Linked DNA regions of Sus scrofa: region 1 is linked to region 2. Evidence: chromatin contacts called from public HiChIP or PLAC-seq data. All regions are on one chromosome and are shown on one strand. Each heading gives the region's core, a stretch centred on a gene start, on an enhancer-like site or on the middle of the called end of the contact. The rest is flanking DNA. Distances are from core to core; before and after follow the strand shown.

Evidence for each region. HiChIP or PLAC-seq counts read pairs in DNA pulled down with a chosen protein or histone mark.
Region 1: an H3K27ac HiChIP or PLAC-seq map of alveolar macrophages shows a contact between it and region 2. The contact joins two enhancer-like sites. A contact is called at or near these places in 1 of 47 Hi-C or Micro-C datasets (skeletal muscle) and 2 of 2 datasets of contacts at active chromatin or transcription factors (alveolar macrophages and skeletal muscle).

What each region holds. Positions count from the first base shown.
Region 1 is chr13:198,752,918-198,756,441 of Sscrofa11.1, reverse strand. No RefSeq gene overlaps it. Among named protein-coding and RNA genes, the nearest start is that of RUNX1, 120 kb to the right of the region's middle. Within about 2 kb of position 1,266, at least 10 of the 83 cell types and tissues checked have an H3K27ac peak or open chromatin away from gene starts, as enhancers often do. A contact at or near this core is called in alveolar macrophages, where this site is marked.
Region 2 is chr13:198,573,335-198,576,768 of Sscrofa11.1, reverse strand. All of the region lies in intron 1 of RUNX1 (runt related transcription factor 1), which reads left to right. Among named protein-coding and RNA genes, the nearest start is that of RUNX1, 60 kb to the left of the region's middle. Within about 2 kb of position 1,983, at least 11 of the 83 cell types and tissues checked have an H3K27ac peak or open chromatin away from gene starts, as enhancers often do. A contact at or near this core is called in alveolar macrophages, where this site is marked.

The DNA of each region.
Region 1 (3,524 bases), core at 17-2,516, 180 kb before region 2:
GATGTCACCTTTGTAAAATATCCTCAACTCCTTGAGAAGCCCTGGAATTTTTCCTTTCTATTTCTTTTCATTTTTTTTTTCCAGCATTTTTTATTTTTTTTAAATTTTATTTATTTATTTATTTATTTATTTATTTATTTATTTATCTTTTTGCTATTTCTTGGGCCGCTCCTGCGGCATATGGAGTTTCCCAGGCTAGGGGTCGAATCGGAGTTGTAGCCGCCAGCCTACACCAGAGCCACAGCAACGCGGGATCCGAGCCGCGTCTGCAACCTACACCACAGCTCACGGCAACACTGGATCGTTAACCCACTGAGCAAGGGCAGGGACTAAACCCGCAACCTTATGGTTCCTAGTCAGATTCGTTAACCACTGAGCCACGACAGGAACTCCTCCCCAGCATTTTTTAACTGAAACTTTCAAACATACAAAACATTGGAAGCAATTTATAGAAAATACTCATACCCACAGTCTAGATTCTACAACTAACAGTTTGCTGTATTTGCTTTATGTATCTATCTAACTTTTCATCTTTCTATCCATCAGTCCATATGACTTCTGAGGCATTTTAAAGCAAGTTGCAGACATCAATGCACTTCATCTGTAAGCATTTCCTTATGCATATCATTAGCAAGAGCTCAATATTTATTTATGTACATTTTTAGGAAAAAGTTGCCTGCAGTGAAATGAGGAAATCTTATATGTATCCTTCTAAAAGTTTTGACAAAGGCACACAGATGTATAATGAACCCTTATCAAGATGTAGAACAAGACAAATTTCTTTTAAGCTCATTGCCAGTCAATCCCCACCCACTCAGAGGCAACCAATTTTCTTTTCATTTTTATTTATGCATGCAATGACGCTTTCCGAAAGACACTGACTCAGGATTTACATCTGTACCTCTGTTGGAACTTCGGGACAAGTCATCATTACCTAGAGTATAGAATACTCATAAATAGGAACCTCATATTTGTCTCTTGCTGCACTTGTCTCTATTTGCCTTTTCTTTAACTGAGTGTTTTTTCCTCCATCGGCCAACGGTTCCTCCATCTTTCTGTGATTCCCGAGGCTGCACCAGCAATTTCAAGGAAGTTAAACTGGCACACTGTGCTTCCCCCATTTGGCTTTTGCAGCTTCTGCTTTGCTGTTGAAGTTCCATTTGGCTTTGGACATGGTCTTGTTATTGGGCACTGAGTGTGTACCGTGTGCAGAGAGCACTTGCATCAGGCTGACACTGGAGATTTTTCTGTACTCACTCATGAGGTTTCTTGGCACCACTGGGCATTGCTCATTTGACACGGGGTACCGTAGAGTGACAGGGCCACCTGCTACAGCTACACTGCACAATGCCCAATTCAAGTCCTATCGTTAGTCAGATGGCACATGCCTCTGACTAAGCTGATTTTGTGTGTGTGTCACAGGATGCCATGAAGTGGAGTGACCTTTTACAACATGAGCTGGTACATTGCATTGTAATCAGGGAGTTTTTGTTGGATTCTCTGCTTCGGGAATCTGCCAAAGAAAAGTTGTAGGAGGAAGAAAAGAAACTCCATAACGGAGTCCTCCCAGCTCAGTGGAAAAGAGAGCTGGCTGAAAAGCCACAAGAATGGGGTGTAAGTTGTGCACGTGCCATTGAGATGTCCTTGGGCAAAAGCATGAGAAATGGGAGAGGCGCTAATAGCATCTCTATGATTTGTCCCAGAAGAAGTTGCAAGCATTCCTCCAGTAGATATAAACTCTTTAAAAAATAAAAGGCATAGAACAAAGCAAGGTGTTCTCAGAATTCTCAGGCTCTTTTGGAGTTATGATTTCCATGAAGATGGTACACAGACTAAAAAAGGCTTATCCTGTGTGGTTTTCACAGGTAAAGATAGGCTCCAGGTCCTCACTGCATCTTTTATTCTTGGCAGGAGCAAGAATAAAACAATAACGATAACAAATATTTGCTAATATTTCTTGGTGCTTCCCATAGCCATTTAACTCCTGGAAGGAAAAGGATGGCTGGCTCTTAAATTGTGGAAATTAGGGAGAATTTAATGAAAGGAACTCTGTACAGGTATAGAAACTCTTGGGCAAGTCTTAAGGGACAGTGAAGGATGTAGGGACTATCAACTAGCTACCGAAAGGGTGGTGCTGAGCTCTAGAGCTGCAGGAGAGCAGCCACCAACAGGAGCTGTAGCCAGGCAACCTGGTCCCCAGTGGAACCCCCGCAAGGCAGGTAAAGAGGGAAGAGAAAAGAAACACTTTGACCTCTCCCTTCTTCCTGCAATCTCCTGCCAAAGGCAAGGCAGCCCAGGAATGCAGTTGTGCCCACAGAGGTCATCCCAAGTTGCAGAGAGCAGGGCACAGGGACAGGGATAATGACCGTTGGGCATGAGGAGAGGACCTTGAGAATAAGCAGCATTCTTCTCAGGTCCCATCATGTTGGTCTCAGGAGGCAGACGGGCCATTCATTACCAAAGTCTACCTGGACCTGTAGACCCAGCAAGCTGAGTACGATGGACATCTAATCAGGGAATCTGCACATCTGCCTGATATCAACGCACAGATCTCCACTGTGTTTCCTAGGGCTTTGTTCTGGACACCCTTCTGTTAACATGAAGAGTCTAGAAGTTCTCTTGAGGGATGAACACCCAGGCCTTACTCTTTCTGGTCCTTAAGGGCAAGCAGAACTGGCTGCTCCAGAGGAGACATGGTCCAGAGAGGCCATGGCCTTATGTCTCCATTCTGCTCCTCGATGCAAGTCCAGAGGGAAGAAGGGCCTAGACCTGCTTAGAATGTTCTAGATCAATAGTTCTCAATGGATATGGCCAAGCCTGTTGCACAGTCTTACTTAAAATAGTTCAAGAAAAAATTCTGACAATAATCTACTGGAAAAAAATCCTCAGAGCTGAATTCAAAGTCCTCTCCCAGTAATAAATTTTTTTCAAACATTTTCATTCTAGCAGGATTTTCTGAATAAATGGGCATGTGGATTTCCTAGGGCTGCAGTGACAAAGTACCACAAGCTTGGTGGCTTAGAAAAAAAGAAAGTTTAGCTCTTTCACAGTCCTGGAATCTGGAAGTCTAAACTCAAGGCATTGGTATCGTCATACTCTCTCTGAAATTTCTGGGGATGGAGTCTTCCTCTCCTCTTCCAGCCTCTAGTTTCTGGGTCTGTGGCAGGAACACTCCAGTCTCTGCCTCCATGTTCACATGGCTTCTTCCCAGTGTACCTCTACTTCATCTTTCCTCTCTGTGTCCATCTGTCTTTGCATCTCTCCTCATCTTGTATGGGGACCCGCATTGGTGATGGACCATTTTAACTAGATTAGAACTTCTAAGACTTCTTGTCTTAGTTTGGTTGAGCTGCCATAGTAAAACACCATTGACTGAGTAGCTTAAGAAACAGAAATGAATTTTCTCACCCTTTTGGAGAAGTCCAAGATCAGGGTAGCAGCTGATTTGGTATCTGGTGAGAACTTTCTTCCTGGTTTTCGATGGCCGCTTTCTCAATATGTCTTCACATGGCAAAGAGATCGAG
Region 2 (3,434 bases), core at 734-3,233:
TGGAATCGATCCTCAGAAACAATCGTCAGGTCAATTGCCATCCAATATCCTCTCTATCTTTGCAGGGGAGGATGTTTAAAGCATGACGTTATTTTGACTAATTTAAAGATTTCATTCATATTTTTAACTCATTATAAATGAATGCAATTTAAGCCCATCACGTAATGATAGAAAGTGGCCAGAAGCCATGGGAATGTGTTTCTCATTGTGGAAACTACAAGTTAGTCATTTTCTTCTCCCTGGTAAATGTCTTCAGTTTGGTTAAGGGAATTTTTTTTTCAAAGAAATCTCAAGTTCCAAATTAGTTTTTTTTTTTTTTTTTTTTTTTTTTTTGGTCTCAAAAGTTAACCCTATGGAAAATGTAGCAATGTTTCCATAATTTTGCAAACTATTTTGATAGCATCTATGTCATCTTGCTCAGGGTCTAAAATCTTATTATTGGTTGATTTTTTTTTTCTGATTTTTGTTTTTAACATCCTGGCCTCATAATGTAAAGAAAAGCAATAAGCTCAGGAGAAAGCTGTGATGCAGAAATGCCTAACTTTCTGGATAATTTACAGCTACACTTTCTGTAGAGAATCTTTGTGAAACTAACTTTTTTTTCCACTTAGAGTTTTAATAGAGAGGACATGGGTTACGAAGTCAAGTGGGGAAGGAGACAGAAAGAGAGGAGGATCTGAATTTTCTTTTTCAAGCTGTTATTTAAGTGGCAACATTGATCCAAAACGTCTGCTTTTAGGCCGAAGTTTCTGTCTTTGAGTTGCCTGCAATACTCAGAAACTTCTAGATGTGTGTGGTGGGCTGATCTAATGGACTCTTCTTGCAGGTCTGAGAAAGAGGAGCCAAGGGCCAGAGGCAGGCACAGCAGGACTAAGGGAGTCCACCTCTCCAGCCTTTTCCCTTCCAGTAGGAGCCCCCCGGCCTCTGACCTCAGCCCCACAGTCGTCTTGGGCCCTAAGACTCGACTCAGCCCTAAGAGTCTTGTTCCTTCCACTTCCTCTCCTGCACCTATCCCAGGCTGTTCTCACTTTGCCCACAATTTAACTCCCTTCTCATGCTCTTTGGAGCAGTGTCATTACATCTGAGCTCCACAGCAAGGCTGAGGGACAGAAGTGGAGGTGAAGCTTGGTTAAGTCAGATCACACCCTGGAGATGCTCCCAGGATGGTACTTTGGGAAGGATCTCTGCCCTGTGAAGTGGGGGTGGTCCCACTGCTCCCCCATCCTACAAGTCGGAGTTTCCATTCCTCTCCACACCTAAGGGTAGGCTGCAGACAGGTTCAAGATATTCAAACACAGACCAGGAATTTCTGCTGATTCTCAGGGTTCAAAATTCTAAAAAGTGAGTCTATGCTGAAGGTGGGGCAGGAATATTCTAGAAGGGAGCAGTGATGGATAGAAGAAACCATGCATACAAGGACATACCTACATAAAGACACACCTGTACCTACACGTACAGGCCAAGAGACAAAAAGGGACAGAAAGATCTAAGCAACTCTTAGTTCCTGGTTCCAAGAGCCTTTGCTGTAAACAATGCCCAGGTCAATGCAGGAATATAAGTAAATGAGAGCATTTACACATTTTGATCTCGAATTATCTCCCAGAAGTTTGCAATGTTGATTCCAAAGACGTCAAGTCTCAAACAGAATTGTAATACTTTTTTTTTTCAATTAGGAAAAAAGATGATTTTAATGCATTACTCATTCTATCTTTTTTAGTTTGCCCAAACCAGCGAGAAATTAGTTCCCAGGTCATTAAATTCCACCCGTTGTGGTCAGAGCTGAAAGGGTTGGATCGTCTCTGCTGGGAAGGGTGGAGTCTGGTGTGTGGGGTTCATGGGGACACGCTGGCGGGCCCTCCCTGACCCTGCTCACAGCCAGCTGCCTGCCCCCCCTCCAGTCTCCCCCAGGCTGTGCGGCTTGCTTCACACCCTTTGTTGACTTCGGCTACTGGTCAAGTTTCCTCTGGAGCCCTGATGCCAAGGGTGCCAGCGCTGAGCTGACTCATGCTTTCCCGGACTTCCTGACACCCTGTTCACAGGCTTGTCTGCAGCTACAAGACTCTGCCCCAACGGTGTCGCAATTCCAGCCAGGAAACCAAACCAACCGCCCCAGAATTTGGCTGAGGTCTCTGAGGGTGGACAGGAACAGAGGTTCCCAAACAATGTTTAGGCTGGAACTGAATGCCAGCTTTTTTTTTTTCTTCCATTCTCCCCGCCCCCCTTATTGAGATATAACTGATAGACAGTTCTGGGAAGTCTGAGGTGTACAACATAAAGATTTACATGTACTGTGAAATGATGACCACAATAAGATTCGTTGCATCCATCATCTCATATAGATACAAATACCAATGTCTGGGGTTTTTTTTAGATCAACCTACATCTATTGAGCAATTTCTCTGCAAGCATAAACACTGTCGATGTAGATGTGCATGAGTTTAAAACAGGAAAGCTTGCGTGAGACCCTCACCGATGGAAAAAAGATAATGGATCATTTCATTTAGACAGTTTACATCTTGGGTAAATATCCTACCCTTCCTCCACATTTATGAAATTGCTTCTAAGATTCTTTTTATTTTTTGAAGTGTAGTTGATTTACCATGTTCTATTGGTTTCAGGTATAACACATGGAGACTCAATATTTTTATGGATTATACTCCACTTAAAGTTGTTATAAAATATTGATCATATTTTTAATTTTCTTATGAAAACTTTGAATGTCAACCATCAAGAAAACCTTATTTCCCCTGGTTGCTCTGGAACCACTAAGCCATCCAATGACTGTCAAAATGAGCTCCATATTTCTTGGGTTAGGATTTTTCTCCATCTTCACTTACCCCAGGGAGCCTTCTCCTGTTGCTGAAGGGGCTCTTGAGATAATTTGGCATGTTCCTAGGCAGACACCTCAAAGGGAATATGACTTTCCTCAAACCCACTTGCCTAACTTCAAAGTATATGAGAAAATCAGCTTTTAGGAAAATGAGTGAGTGGGGAATTTCAATGAGTGATGTGGAAGAAATTAGGCCATTGCATTTAATCCAAGTTCCCCCTGCCCACCACTGTCCCATTCCTCTGTTGCTTGTGTGTGTTGGTGTGCATGTGTGTGGGAATGAGCAGACAGGCCAGTATTCTCCTGCAACCCCATGGTGCCCCACAGTAATGGTGTTTGACCTGAGAAGGCAAATCGAGTGGAAAGTCACCAGGAACACAGGAGCTCCAAATTGTTCTTCTCTCCAAAATAGTTCTATTTTCAAATAATGGTTTGTGTTATCCCATCGCTAATAGCTCCTTGTATTTTCTTATATTTTCTTTTCACTTTTTAGGGCCACACCGGAAGCATATGGAAGTTCCCAGCATAGGGGCTGAATTGGAGCTACAACTGCTGGCCTATACCACAGCAACGCTAGATCCATGCTGCGTCTGCGTCCTACACC